Linked DNA regions of Mus musculus: region 2 is linked to region 1. Evidence: chromatin contacts called from public promoter capture Hi-C data. All regions are on one chromosome and are shown on one strand. Each heading gives the region's core, a stretch centred on a gene start, on an enhancer-like site or on the middle of the called end of the contact. The rest is flanking DNA. Distances are from core to core; before and after follow the strand shown. Region 1 holds the start of Rnf144b (ring finger protein 144B). Region 2 holds the start of Card19 (caspase recruitment domain family, member 19).

Region 1 (7,112 bases), core at 3,002-5,501:
TAGGGTTAGGACATTACCAGGAAACCACAGTCGCCAAAGTATGAACATATAAACCCAGAAAAAACTTTTCTCCAAATGAATAAAAGCATATGTAAATATTACTCCCTTCTGTAAAAGTTTTAAGCTTCCACAGAAATTTTAATTAGAAACAAACTTTCATGAGGCCAGTGTGGAAGTGGAGTTGCTAACCTCCCACGCTGAAGAAGGTTCAGGGCATATATTCTTGCATGCCTTTCCCAAATAATCTTCTAACTGGAATCCATAATGCAGGGAAGAAAGTCAAACTGCAGTGAACCCAATTCCATACCTGTTAGGAGATGGGATACCGAGGTGATAACCCAGCCCCTGGGTAGAGAAGGAAGCTGGGTGGGGACCTTCTCAGCAGATGCTCTCACAGAATGCAGGAAACCTTGTGGATATATGGTTTCAGCCACAATTCCATGAAAGAGAGGACTGGAGAGACAGCTCAGCAGTTCCACGTCCTTACTGCTCTTGCAAAGGAACCTGGGTCAGCTCCCCAAACCCAACATGGATCCCAGCACCCACAGGAGGTGACTCAGCCATCTGCAGTCCCAGCTCCAGGGGATCAGATACTCCCGGGCTTCAAAGGCACCTGCACATACACGATGCACCTGGACTCTCATAGGCGCCGTGTACATGAAATAGATTAAGTATTTTAATAAGAAGGAAGGAAAAAAAGAATCCAGCTACCCACAAGAAGCTGTTCATCTCATGGTGGTCACTTTTACTCTTACATTGGAGAGGTTTCTGCTTTCCTTTTAAGACATTTTAACAACGTGTGTGATTGTTATACCTGCGTGCATGTATATGTGACACAGGCATGACTGGTGCATAAGAGGCCAGAAGAAGGCATCGGATCCCCCCTGAAGGCATGAGTTGCCATGTGCGTGCTGGGAACCAAACCTGAGTCCTACCCTCTCTTCACTATGGAGCTTTCTCTCCAGTTGCCACATTTTCTGTTTTTTAATAACTAATGCACTGTGACACGGTAGCTTTGGAACTACTCAATGACCAGCTAATGGCAAATGCCAAATTTAAATGAAAAAAAAAAGTTACAAATTAACATCCTACTGAAAGATGAAGATAAATTAAGACATTTGAGGCTTAGCTGGGAAAGGCGTTTTTTACCAAGTCTGGTGACTCAGTTTCGATCCCCAGAACCCATAAGGCGGAAGATCCTGACAACTGTCCTTGACCATCATACACACAATCAATCCACCAATATAATGCATTAAAAAAAAAGACATTTAACCTAAATGTTCGAGGCTGAGGGTGTAGGTCTGGGGTAGAGAGCCAAATTATCATGTTTGAGATCTTGCATTTAAACTTCTGCACTGCAAAAAGGCAGAAGATAAACAAACGCAGGTGCGGTCACAGCGCTCTAACTTACGCAAGACTCAGATGATATCAAGAAAAATATCAAAAATCAAGTATCGGAAAGCACATGGTTGAAATGAGAAACAGAAAAATAGTTTTGTTTTGTTTTTGTATTCTGGTAAAACAACATAAGTGAAAAAGTTGCCACCTATTGAGATTCACTGCCAAGATGACAACAATTCCTTCGCAACGGAGGTCACTACTTTTTACCTGGCTTTATGTCCTCAGCATCTAGCACCTTGGAAAGAGTCATTGACAATAGACAAATTTTATGACTATATATTAAAGGCTTGGTTCTCATTCATATTCACTCCTAATAAATCAAAAGCAAAGCCATTGGTAACTTAGCATAACTAGGGAGTGTCTATAAGTTCAGGCAGAAATCTCTGGAAGAAAAGTCTATGGACTGAGGGGCAGCAGCATCAGAGAGCCACTCCTTGAATTGCCAGGCATGACTTTGCATGGTAGCCTGGTCCCGTCCCCACATCCAGGATGATCAGTTCCATAGAGCAGGGTCAGTCCCCTGAACGGTTCGGACTTTGCTCTTGCACCATCCTCTGAGGGCAGGTGATTCCTGACAGCTGCCTCAACTGGTGATATCAAATACCAAGAATCCCACCTAAGGGGAGCGCGATGCCACACCAAAAAGAGCCAGGGGAGGCGCAGAAGGCTAGACTAGCATCAACTTCGGAGAAACAATTCCCAGTGTGTCTAAATGATCCCAGGCTTCTGGAATATTGAAACAATTTTTCCAGAAAGAAATTTCAAATGCACAATTTTTTTTTTGGTCCTGATTAAAAGTATTCACACTGTTGAAAACAAAGATATTTTCCAGGAGGCTAAATAAATCATCTTGCTGGGTAGATAAAGTTTTTTCATTCTTTCTTTTTTTTTCTTTCTAGAGAGAGCATACTTTCCATTTTGCTTGTACAATTTGGCCAAAATAAATAAATAAATAAACAAACTGGGTTCATAATCTAAGATCCTAAAACTGATGATTTAAAGACATGTCTTACACTGACCTAGTTTAGAAATCTGGATGGAAAAAAAAAAAAAAAAAAAAAAAAAAAAACCCTGCCAGTGCACTGGGACCATTCATGAGAATGGGGCTTTTGAACGCTGAGAATATTCGTCGGGGCTCAGCACAAAGATATTTGGCATCCATGACTGTAAATATTTGTAAAACCCTGGGTAAATGGTCAGTGTTTGACCACACTCAAGCCTGCCTTCCAGCGCCATAGTGGAGGCTGGAGTTATCTAGGGGGATGGCCCAGGAGATGTTAGCTTAGGTTTTCTCTTACTGTTTATTTTCAATTAAAAAAAAAAATCCAAGCACTTGGATTCTGTGACTTGACATCTTTTTCCCGTTCCCTGCGCACGTTAATCTTGCGGTTCTTCATTCTGGATGAGTGAAGGCTCTTAGAAGGTACTTCAGAAACAGAACTAACTCATTCCCCACCTCCCACCCTTCCCTCCTCCCTCCCTTTCTCCCTCCTTCCACTACTTCCAACTTGATGCCCACTGCAAAGCAGAAAATGCTAACCGCGGTGCCCAAGGGCAGGCTGTGGGGTGGAGAAACTGGTAGCTTTGCACTTCATTACACAGCTATCTCCAAGTGGGTTTGTGGGTCTGCTTTAGATTTCTTTCCCTTTTTTTTCTCCCTCTCTTTCAGTTCAAGGTAGTTTCGGAAACACTTAAGGGTATGATGCCCATGAGGAAAAGGAGTGAGGTTTACAAAGAGCCAGTGAGGAGGAGGAGGGACCCAGCGAGGGATCATCTGTGAATGGAAGCAGAGAGCTAGAGACTCACCTCAGGGGAAGCTGCGGCAGATACTTTAACTGCCAACAGCCCCGTGAAGGCTGGCTGGGCTCCTTTTGCCTCTTGCCCACACCCTAAAAACTGAGTCATCTCAAAGTTCATTTATTTTGCTTCTGGGCAGAGACACCCCTCAGCCGCTGCTTCAGAAATGCTGAGGACCATGTCCTTCAGGCCATACCTCCTGCGCTAAAACCGACAGAAGTGCCTAGCCAGAAGCCCCGTGGTAAGGGTTCCAGCTCGGGTTTTGATAAGGTCGCTGGGGCTGAAAGTGCGAAGAAAGAAACCAGTGGAAACATACAGAGAACTGTCTTCTGAGAATTCGGCAAGGGGTGTGTGTGTAAGATTAACAGCAGAATCCCCGGAAAGGGCCCTGGGAGGAGCTCGCCAAGATACCCTTCCTGGGTGAAAAAACGGGATCAGTTTCATTCTAACATCAACTTGAAAACAGGGCAGAGCCTCTCTCTCTCTTATCAGCAATTACCTGATAAAAAATAATCACCATAACGTATAGCCCAGAATCCACGGTTAACGTAACGTATTATTCATAGCTTTGTGTGTCAACATACTACTGTGCATTTCCAAATAACAGAAGGTAGACAGCCAACTGTCTCTCCCGGAGACACACCAGAGGACTGATCCGATATGCAGTTTATGATAAGGTCTATAGAGATCACTCTATTAGAAAGTAAACTGATTTGTTTCGACCTTTTCAAAAGCACTTATTTTAAAAATAAATAAAGTTAACAGGTGTTTGAAGCATTGGAATGCATGCAGTTCTGCATGGCTTAAGCCCTGGAAATAGAATTTAGCCATAACCACCGGGTAGCCTCGGTCCCGTCCCTCTCCGTATTTTAGCTAGCAGCCTTCTTGGCTTGCAGCGCCTGTATCCTGCGCACTAGCACCCCTTCTAGACCTACCTGGCTGGAGCTGAAGTCCTCAGGCTGCTTGGCGTCTCTCTAGCAGGTCCAGCCTGGGCCAGCCGGGGCAGCGGGCACACCGCGGAGGAAGGGCTCTCTCATTCTCTTCCCTCTCCCTGAGTGCTCCGCCCGGCTGACAGCTTTACACTTTTGCAGGATTGCCACAGGACTCCACGCCCAGACCTACAGCTCGGGAAGAGGAGGAGTCCCTCTCCGCCTCCTTGTCTTGACAGGCAGGAACCTTGCAGAACCAGCCAGCAGCTCGGGGCGCGCAGCAGCCAGAGCGTTTATTTATACAGGAAGCTCGGCGCCGCACTTCCTACTTCCCATCTGGGTCGCACTTCGACTGCAGGTGATGGCCTTAACCCTGTCCGATCCCATGCAGGCAGAGCGCAGAGCAGTGGCTCTCAGGTCGGGGACCTGGCGTTGCCCCAGGAATCCTGCGCCGGGTGTGAGCAGCACCCCCCACTGCGCTTCCTCCTGCTCACCCGCAAGCTTCACCTTGCTTGGCCTGCAGCTCTTGCAGTCTCTGTGTGTCTTCACAGGCCACCTTTCCTCTTCTTCTTTTAACAGCCCTTGACTTGCCTGCTCACCTCCCTCAAACCCTTCCTACCCCCACCACCATCACCCTCCGCGCGACCCACCTCAACTCAAGTGTGTACTTTAGCTGTCCAAGTGCATCTGATGTGGGCAAATCAAGTTAGAAGCCTTAGTATACTTACAGTGATTTCACTTCAAGTGCTTTGTCAATAAAAGACGTGAGAAGCACATGTAAGGTAACTAGTTATATTTTCACTTAATGGAAATCCAACAGCTATTCCAGAAAACAGGAGTAGCAAGCCGCCATGACAGCGGATGCTTAATTATTACTGTGTTTTTAATAAATGGCAAACCCTCACTCTCACTGCCAGCCCCTACAGGTCACAAGAACAAGCCCAAACCTGTTGAACATTGCAGTTTTGAAAGATCTCTGGCACAGGGATTTTTCTGTGGGCTTTCTGCAACCTTCCTTTCCTTTAGCAGCTAAGGTCAGGATGTACTTCCTGAAGGGAATGGGGCTCACAGATGCTTCCTGGGACAGGTAAACGGGTGCTGTAAGGAAGCAGTCCACCTCTCAGCTGCTGGGAAAGCCCAGTTCAGAACACCGTGCGCATGCGCATGCCCCTATATGTAAAGCTAGAGGGGAAGAGAGGGACTGCAGACAGTAGAATACACAATAGGGACCTAAAGGTCTGAGTGGTACTTGCCTTTAATCCCAGCACTCAGGGAGGCAGATCTCTGAATTCGAGGCCAACCTGATCTACAGGGTGAATTCTAAGACAGCCAGGGCTACACAAAGAAAGCCTATCTTGAAAAACAAAACACAAAAAAAGGAACCTAAAATCATACAACCAGAAGACATTTGAGCTTGCAAAGTCCTAGTTATTTTAACCCAAACAAATGAGTTTAAAGAGGGTATTTAGGGGCTGGGCGAGACCACACCTGTGATAGGATCAAAATTGGTTTAGTGAGAAAAATATGTATTAGCAAAAAGTGAGGAGGATGAAGAGCTAACTTCAGATTGAATGGGACTTAGGGTCCCAAGTAACCTACCCCCCAGAAAGATTCTTGGTGCTGTAACCATTCCTGATGGAGGAGAGACAGGGAAGATAAACAGAGCGCCTCCTAACAGACCAGCTCATGCCTCAGTGTTGATACCAATCTTCTGAGCCTCAAGCCAAAGTTCAACACAGAGTCCACTTTTTACATCACCCTGCAATTAAGGTGTGGGCTCTTATCAGCCGGATAAGGGGAGAAGCCACAGCCAATATGAAAGAAAATACAGGCCAGGCACAATCATGCTGCTTTTTGGACACAGAGAACTGAACCACATCAAAGTGGATGTAAATTTATAAAAAAGAAAGAAAGAAAGAAAGAAAGAAAGAAAGAAAGAAAGAAAGAAAGAAAGAGAGAGAGAGAGAGAGAGAGAAAAAAGAAAAGAAAAGAAAAGAAAAGAAAAGAAAAGAAAAGAAAAAGAAAAAGAAAAAGAAAAAGAGAGAAAGAAGCCGGGTGGTGGAGCACGCCTTTAATCCCAGCACTCAGGAGGCAAAGGCAGGCAGATTTCTGAGTTTGAGGCCAGCCTGGTCTACAAAGTGAGTTCCAGGACAGCCAGGGCTATAAAGAGAAACCCTGTCTCAACAAACCAAAAGAGAGAGAGAGAGAGAAAGAGAGAGAGAGAGAGAGAGAGAGAGAGAGAGAGAGAGAGAGAGAGAGAGAGAGAAGGAAGGAAGGAAATAAAGAGAGAAAGAAAAAAAATGCAGTCAAGATTCAATGCTAAATAAGCTGAAAGTTATACCAATAGGCAAGTGACTCTTTCAGATTGGCCTAAGGAGTCTACAGATGGATATTCAGACCCTCCAGTATCTATTGATCTCTCTGACAGGCTGCCTAGGGGCTAGGAAGATAAGGCTGAGCCAGAGCTCTCAACCCCAGGGGAGAGTGGGACAATCAAACCCTTTAGTAGGACACTGAGACCATATGCCATTCTTGAAGACCAGGTGCTGTGGTAACACAGGGAAAAGTCAGCTCACCAAAGGAAGGAAGGCAAGACAATCAAGGAGTATTTATTTTGGATCATGGTTTCAATCTGGGTCTTCAAGCATCTTAGAAGGGGATCATGGAGAGGGCTGAGCCAGGCAGGGTGATGGCTAAGGACATGGCCTTAGACATAGACTTGAGATTTTAGAGATGCTTCTGTAAGGTAGACGGAGCTGCTGTGTTTAGGACTCAAAGGAAAGCTAAGGTGCAAATGGAAAAGAGACTTCAGAAACAGAATTGATGGAATTCGGCATCTATTTGGATGCAAGGCATGAGAGGCAGCAGGGATCAGGCTGCTGGTGTAGCTGGGGGTTAAGAGGAGAAGTGGAAGCTTCAGTCCCGCAGAATCTCACAATCCTCTAGGCTGAGAACAAGGAACATCTAGTAGGACTGACTGAGTAG
Region 2 (7,815 bases), core at 1,944-4,443, 2.0 Mb before region 1:
GAACAAACGCCCCCCTGTGTGAGATTACCACCCTCCCTCTATATAGGATGGAGTTCCTCCTCCACACTGTCTTCCTATGCGTCTGACCACCTTGGCCTGCCCTCAGCAAGACTACGGGAGGTCACCGTCTCAGCCTGCTTTCTCTGGCTGTAACTGTTTACCGCAGATGAGATAGCTGGTGTTCATGTCTGGGTAGCTTAGTTTACATATTGGGAGCATGGAGCCAGTGTCTTCAAGACATCTGACAAGGGTCTTTCTGCTGGACAGCTCAGTGGAGGACATAGTGAGAAGCAGTAAGCTTTCCTTCATTACAAAGCCATTCCTCATACCCCACTAATCCCCTAATCCATTAGTTCACAGATGGATGAATCCATTGGTGAGGGCAGAGCCTTAATCACCTCCTGTCAGTCTAACCTGGTCACACCTCATTTGTGGATTAAACCGAATGTGTTTGAGCCGTGAAACTCAAACCCTCACAGTTAGGCTAGCCAGAATCTCCCTTACACTTTGTGTGTTTGTGTGTGTGCATACTTGAGTGTGCACAAGATGTGGCTGGTGCGTGTAGAGACCAGAATTTGCAGTTCGGATTTTTATATGGGTACGGTGGATTTGAACTCAGTTCTTCAAGACTTGTGGAGCAGGCAGACTTATCTCCCCAGTCCCATCACTCTAGATGTTGCCTTCCTTTTTATTTTGTGATACAGTCTCATCTCTCCCAGCTAACCTTAAACAATGTAGCCAAGGAAAACTTTGAATTTCTCCTCTACCTGCCTCTGCCTCCTGAATACTTGGATCACAGGTTTGTGCTGCCATGACTAGTTTATTTGGTGTTGGAGTTCTATCTAACCCAGAGCTTCATATACGTTAGGCGAGCAAGTAAGCACTCCACCAACTAAGTCTCTCAGTTTTGTATCTGCCAGGCCTCCACACACCTATTCCTTGGCTATAAACCCCATACTGCTTTTACTATATTCAAAATAGAGCCAGGTTATCTTCTGAGCCTAGCTTTTATTCTTTCCCTTTACTACAATGGTCATAAGTACTGGTCCAACAGGCTGTGACTTCTGACCAGCTCAATTGTCTATGCCAGTGAAGGCTCCCAGCTGCTTTGCAGGAGGTGGGGTCCAACATCAGCTGGCCTTTCCACATTCAAATGTCAACAGGTCCTGCCAGCAGGCAAGCAGCAACCTGTGCCCCTTAGGGAAGAGGAGGAATACCCAGGGCCTATCCCTAGATCTGGGGTCTACCTTGCATCTCTTGTAGATCCTGGAGTGGACATTGGGTGTGTTTTGTAGCCCCGTGTGTCCCTGTAGCTGTCCTGTCTCAGACTAAGGTCTTCTCTCCCTGCAGGCTTGAGGTAGGGGGAAGGGGACTCCTATATGGTCTAGGATGTAGAATCTCTGTGAACTTGAGTGTTGTCCTTGGATCAAATGTTGCACAGACTCTGGAGTGCCAAGAAGCAGGTAGCCTGCAGTTGGGAGGCTACCTCAGACTGCTAAAGGGGGTGAGGGCCTCAGTTTCTCTCATGGGACCAAGTAAGGTCCTCAGGTTCAGAGGAAGATACAAAGGTGGAATGCTGGCCTTCCTGATGAGGAGTCTGGCAAGGGATGCCTAAAAATGCATGATTCAGGAAGTCCTCAGTCTCACCCCACTGCTAGAACACAGTGATGGGTGTGCAATAATTGGAGCCCTTCAGAATGGTCCCAATGGGGTCTGTGCAGGGTTCCTGCAAGATGTAGCCCTTGGATCTAGCCCAGACTGGCCCAGGCACACATGTAGGTCAGGTACATAGTACCTATACCCTGCTCTGGAACAAAGTCTGTCCATGCTGTCTGTCCCCTCTGCAGGCACAGATTAGTGCTGAGGACAGCTGCCTGCTGACTCTGCATTTGCCTGGCCGGTGGGGAACCTGAGCAAACCTCGCTTTCTGCAGTTTTTAGCAAGGGGCAGGAATGTATTGATCAATACCACTGGGTCCAAGAGTTTGGAGCTCTAAGTGACCTTGTAAGTCAATCTCCAGATTCCTTTCGAGCCTCTCACTCCCAAGATGAGAGGTTGCAGCACTGGGGAGGACAGAGACAGACACGGAGGGCTCAGGGACCCAGGGGGTTCCTGGACTGTCCGGGAAGTGCATCCAGACCTGGGGCCTCCATTCCTGGTCTTGGTCCTGGTCTGGTTCCAATATCTCAAGTTACAGCTCTAAAGTGTGCCAGACTAGCCGCACCAGCGGAGAAGCAAAATCTGGTGCCTGCTGCCATTGCTGGCTGTGAGGGTCCTGCCTCCCCGACCCTCGCAGATCTCCATTTCCTAGCTGGGCCTGGGCTTGGGGCCTTCCTGTGGTTGGTACCAGAGCTTGAAGAGCCAGGCCTATGTACAACAGAAGGGAAACAAGTTGGGAGGCAGAAAGATTTATCACCTGAGGCCACACATTTTACAGTTAGGAAAATTGAGGCTCGGTCAGACTACATGACTTCCTTAACTAGGCGGCAATGCCAGCCATTTGTCCTCTGTGTAAATGGGGGACTTGGTAGAACGAGGACCCACTAAGTTCTCTGTTAAGTCTCAATTCATCACTGTCCGGTCGAGGCCCTGTGGACTTCCGTTCGGTCCCTGGTTGCCAATGAACTCCCACCAGCCTTTTATGCCAGACTTGACCTCCTATGTGACCTTGGGTAATTCTCGTCTCTTTTAAGACTCGGTTTCTTCATCCAGGAGATGGGAGTGGGGTGGCCAGAGCGTAGCAGCAGAAAATTGAACTGAGAAGTTCACAATAACCTCCTAACCTCCGCAAAAAGCAGGCACAAGACCGGGAGGAGGGGCAGGGCATAGGCGAAGGGACGCCGACCCGGGTAGCTATTGGAGAGGCTGTGAATGGGGCGAGCCTTGAGCCGGGACGTGGCTTGAGTTCTCTGGTCCAGACAAGGACTTGGGTACTGAGTTTCTCCGCTAGGTCACTTATGCTAGCTGGAGCGGGACTCCCGGCGTCGCTACAGGAGAAGCTCCTCAGGGGCCGAGCTCTCTGCTGCGCGTAGTATAGAGTTAGGGAAGTTGTTTAGAGCCCGAGCCGCCCCACGGCTGACGCGTCTCCAGTGCGAAGTACAGAAAGGGGCGTGGCTAATCGGAGGGAGGGGCTTGGGGGCTAAGATGTCGTCGCTGGGCGGGACCTATAGGGAAGAGGCGGGGCTTAGGGCCAGGCCTGCGGGCGGCGGTCACCGGAGCCCTCGCGCCGGGCGGCGGACAGCCGAGGACGACGGGGCGGCGCCGTGTCCTCCGCCATGACAGGTGGGCGCGGGTCCAGGAGGGCGACGGGAGCCGTGTGACCTTGGCGTCAGCTGGCGCCGGCGACGCGGGCGTAAGAGGCGCGCGGCGGCGGGGTGTCCCGGGCTCTGCGCGACGGGCCGGGGGCGCCAGGGGTCTCGGGTGCTGAGTGGGGGGCCGTCGCGGGTCGAGGAGGAAGAGCAGCAGGTGAGCGCTCTCCCGGTGCACTGCACCGGCTGCGCCTGCGGAACGGGCGGTGTCCCGGGACGGGATGGATCTGAGAGAGGGAAATGGTGCTCCTCGCCAGTCTGCTGAGACTTTAGAGCGCCGCTTGCACACAACCCCCTTGGAGGCGGGACCGGCGCTGCAAACCTGGGTAGCTTGTAGTACCAGGGAGACGCCCGTGTTTCCCGCTCTAGATGGGTCTAGAGAATTCGGACCCAACAACTGGATCCCTCTTCTCCAGGATGGCTTGGTTGCCCCAGCCCAACCCTTTTGCTCTGGGGACTCACCCACTTTATTCCTGATCCCAGAGGGACACAGTGACATTGCTGTGCTAAGTTCTCTCGGTAAAAGATCCGATGAGAGGATGAGTCAGCGAGGGACCCCTGCTGCCTTAGAGCCTAGGGAACGTGATAGCTACCAGATGCACTTTTTTTCTGGGAGTCTCTTGTACTTCATATGGCAGAGTTCACCTGGGATAGCCCAGAGAGATGAGGTAACCCCAGAAATCCCAGGGGTCTCTAAACTGGAGTCAGCGTTGGGCATGCACAAAAATAAGACCTCATAGGTTGCAACCTGGTGACTTCTAGAACAGGTTAGAGGAGACCCCATCTTCCAGGCCCTTCTTGTTTGGAGCTGCAATTTCTGAGCATTATGTGTAGAGCCCCTAATATACACTCTTGTTCAGAATAGCCATTTGGGGGCAGAAGGAATATTCTCATGTCTGTGTAGGAATGGGAAGATAAAATCTCAGGTTGGGTAAGTGCCCCCAGACCACCCTGCTGGTCAGTGGTAGGAGCAGAATGGGAGCCTTGGCCTCAGCCTCTGGTTTCCCAGATCCTCTAGTAAGTTCATCAGGATGTGTGGGACAGATCTCGCCTGTGCTGGCCTCCAAGGGCCCATTGTAGAGACAGGATACCCATGGAAAATGAGACATCCCACCTCCAGGAGAACAGGTAGTTGTGGGGGTGGAGAACTTTTAGCTGGAAGGACACAGGCAGGCCTTGATTGTGGCAATAATACGCTTTCCTCTCTGCAGTCTACTTGCTGGCGCTTTGACACTTCTAAGCATCCCACCTTTTTCTAGTGGGAGATGGAGACTGAAAAGCAGAAGTCTGAGAGGGTTGGATGGGCAGCCCTGGGGCGACAGATCCCTTGTTCATTCTTGGCTCAGTGCCCTGGTGCACCAGCTGAGGGTCTGCCATACACATTAGTCTTTGTTGCCTCTGAGTGTGAGTGTGAGTGTGTGTGTGTGTGTGTGTGTGTGAGAGAGAGAGAGAGAGAGAGAGAGAGAGAGAAAGTGTGTGTGTTTGGTGGTGATAGATACTGAGAGTTGTGTCTTCACAGAATAGGCAGTATAGTATGGAGCGAGTGATCTAAGCCAAACCAAGTACTATGACAAGAACTTATGGGAGTGGTTCAGAGGGGAGTCGATGCTCAAGTTCTGGACCCCAGGAGAATTGTGAATTCTTGGAAGGGGGCTAAATAAACTGGGCATAAATCAATCACATCTTCCCAGCCTGCTGCATGGGTCCTGGCTCTAGTGAGCTGCAGACAGAAGGCTCTGGGACCCTAGGAGCAGAGTAAGGGCAGGTGGGACCAGCTGCTTCAGGGTCCCAAATGCCAGAGTGAGGACTTAGGTCTGGGCTGCTGAAGTTGAAGATGAGGTGACAGAGCCAAGTTTCTGGTACGAGCTGGCAGGGAGGGAAGTTACAGGGAAAGGCTCATGGATTCTGCACAGAATGATCTCTTCTTTATCTAGTAAAGGCATTCCTGGCCTTGTTTACCGGAGCCTGGTATCCAGGCAGAGCCTTGCCCGAGTCTCCATTATACCCAGTGGCTGCCTCTATGTGGTTGCATGAACAGCTTATAAAAGCCACAGGAAGCACAGGAAGTACACTGCCCTAAAGCTGCTGCTGGCTTAGCCCTGGGCTGGGCCACCCAAGGCAGGTGACTCAGGGCTCCTGTGACTCATGGCTTGTGGGCAGCAGAGGTCCATCTTGGCTAGTGGCACTCAGGGTAGGAGGAGGCCGCTATGAGGCACTGGCCACTATCCACCAGCAGATCTCGCCTTGCCTTTGGACCTTGGACTGGAGCCCACTCAGAATTCTTCAGTAAATGCCTACTGTGTGTGCATCCTTGTACACCCTGGCACGATGTGGAGTGAGACAGCCTTGGCCTGCTCCTGTCTGGAAGAGAGCAGACCCCAGAATTCTCGGTGATTCATATGTAAATGACAGAAGGAGAATGTCAACTGGCAGCCCCAGCTTGGCTGTTACCTCCAGGCTGATGGCAGGCTTATAACCTTAGTGTGCCTTCATTTTCCTCTCTGAAAGTGGGGCAGTTGCAGAGCCGGTAGGAGGATGGAGGTTTAGGTAGGTATAAATAGAACCACAAAATGTCTGCCCTGTGGACTGTTCTGTGAGTTAGCTCAGTGAACTCTTCAATGAGATGCTGCAGGCACTGGAGCACCTGGCAATGTGGCAAGTCACTGGGTATCCCTGGGCTGTTGGTAAGTCTGTCTCCTAAACACACTCTCAGGGGCCTGGGCCAGTATTCCAAGTTCCCAGCTGCCAAGGTGAGGAGGTGCGGATGGCTTCGGATAGGGATGGAATAGCCAAAGAGCCAGAGTGTGGGCCTAGAGGGAGCAATGGCTTTCAACCAGGACAGCCCTATCCTTATTCTCTTGAGAGTAGCTTCCTGGGCCAAGGATGGGGTCTTTGATGAATGCAGCTCCCACTGTCACACCATGAACTCCTGGAAGACACCCCCAAGTTCTTACCATAGGCTAGGCATGTTGATAGGCCATGCCCACCTGGGTTGGGCAGGACCTCACAAAGCCACCTTCAGAGGTGGGATGCTGCAGGAGTGAGAAGTCAGACCAGTCAGGAGGAAGTTGCAGGGGAGCAGAGATGTGAGAGAGGTAGCCTGTTGATTCCATACCCTGGGATGAAGCCAGGGACAGGTCTGGCATGGTGACTGACCCTGTTTGTAAAAACCCAATATACCTTTAATCCCAGCACTCGGGAGGCAGAGGCAGGTGGATTTCTGTGTTCGAGGACAGCCTGGTCTACAAAGTGAGTTCCAGGACAGCCAGGGCAATACAGAGAAACCCTGTCTCAAAAAACCAAAACCAACCAAACAAACAAAACCCAATCTACTTTATAGAGGTCTAATTTAAACAGAAGCAGATATGTACACTTGCTTTTAGATTTATTTTTCTGCCTATGAGTATTTTGCATACTTGTGTGTATGTGTACCATGTGTGTGCCTGGTGCCAAGAAGGTCAGAAGAAGCCATCAGATAGCCTGGAACTGGAGCTGTAGACCATGTTCTCCCCAAGAGCAGCATATGCTCTTAACCACTGAGCCGTTCCTCCAGTCCCTGCACTTACTTTAAAGAATGGTTTAATATATTCACACACACACACACACACACACACAGAGAGAGAGAGAGAGAGAGAGAGAGAGAGAGACAGACAGACAGAAAGACAGAAAGACAAATACGCGCACGCGCGCGCACACACACACAGAGACAGACAGACAAATACACACACAGACAGACACACAGAGAGAGACAGACAGACAAATCTACACAGACAGACAGACAAATCCACAAACAGACAGACAGACAGACAGACAGATACACACACAGAAGCCTACAGATGTGTAAGCTTAGTTAGGCAGCATCCAGATGTTTCTGTGACTCAGGAAGATCCTATTGGGCTCCTTCTCAGCTCAGCTCTGCTTTCTGTGACTCCCTCCTCCTGCTCCACTTTTCACACAAACATCAACAATAGAGTTTTCCAAATAAGTTTTCTTAATAGACTTATCTGTCTCGTTTACTTGAGTCAAAGTCTTTCTTTGTTGTCCAGGCTGCCTCGGCTTCTCCAGTAACTAGGACTGCAGGCATTCACTGCCTGGCTCTGGGCTTTATTTTGGGGACTGTTGACTGAAGAGTGAGGAAATGGACGCCCCTCCCCTCCCTCAGATCCACTTATTATCATTAGCTGAAGCCCAGAACCCTAGTGTTCCCTGCTTGTGCTGGACATTCCGTGGGCTTTGACAAATAGTGTATGCCATCATACAGAAAACTGCCTAACACTCCCCTGTGGCCTGCTTATCCCTCCCTCCCTCCCTCTTCATTCCTGGCAACCTCTGATTTCATTGTCTCCTCCATAGTGCCTTTTCTGCAGCCTGGTGTAATTGGAGCCATAAGGTCTGGGGACTTCTCAGACAAGCTCTTTCTCTGAGCAAAGTGTGCTTAAGGATCCTCCACATCATTCCGTGTTGCTAATTTATTTATCCCTTGCACATCATTCCGTGCTGCTAATTT

Evidence for each region. Promoter capture Hi-C pulls out the DNA fragments that hold promoters and counts their contacts.
Region 2: a contact with region 1 is called in a promoter capture Hi-C map of cranial neural crest. The contact joins the promoter of Card19 here to the promoter of Rnf144b in region 1.

Annotation. Positions count from the first base shown.
Region 1 is chr13:47,191,142-47,198,253 of GRCm38.p6, reverse strand. It overlaps Rnf144b (ring finger protein 144B), which reads right to left and starts at 4,251. Exons shown (of 8, transcript NM_001170643.1): 1 at 4,134-4,251.
Region 2 is chr13:49,211,404-49,219,218 of GRCm38.p6, reverse strand. It overlaps Card19 (caspase recruitment domain family, member 19), which reads left to right and starts at 3,193. Exons shown (of 6, transcript NM_026738.2): 1 at 3,193-3,282. The coding sequence starts at 3,276.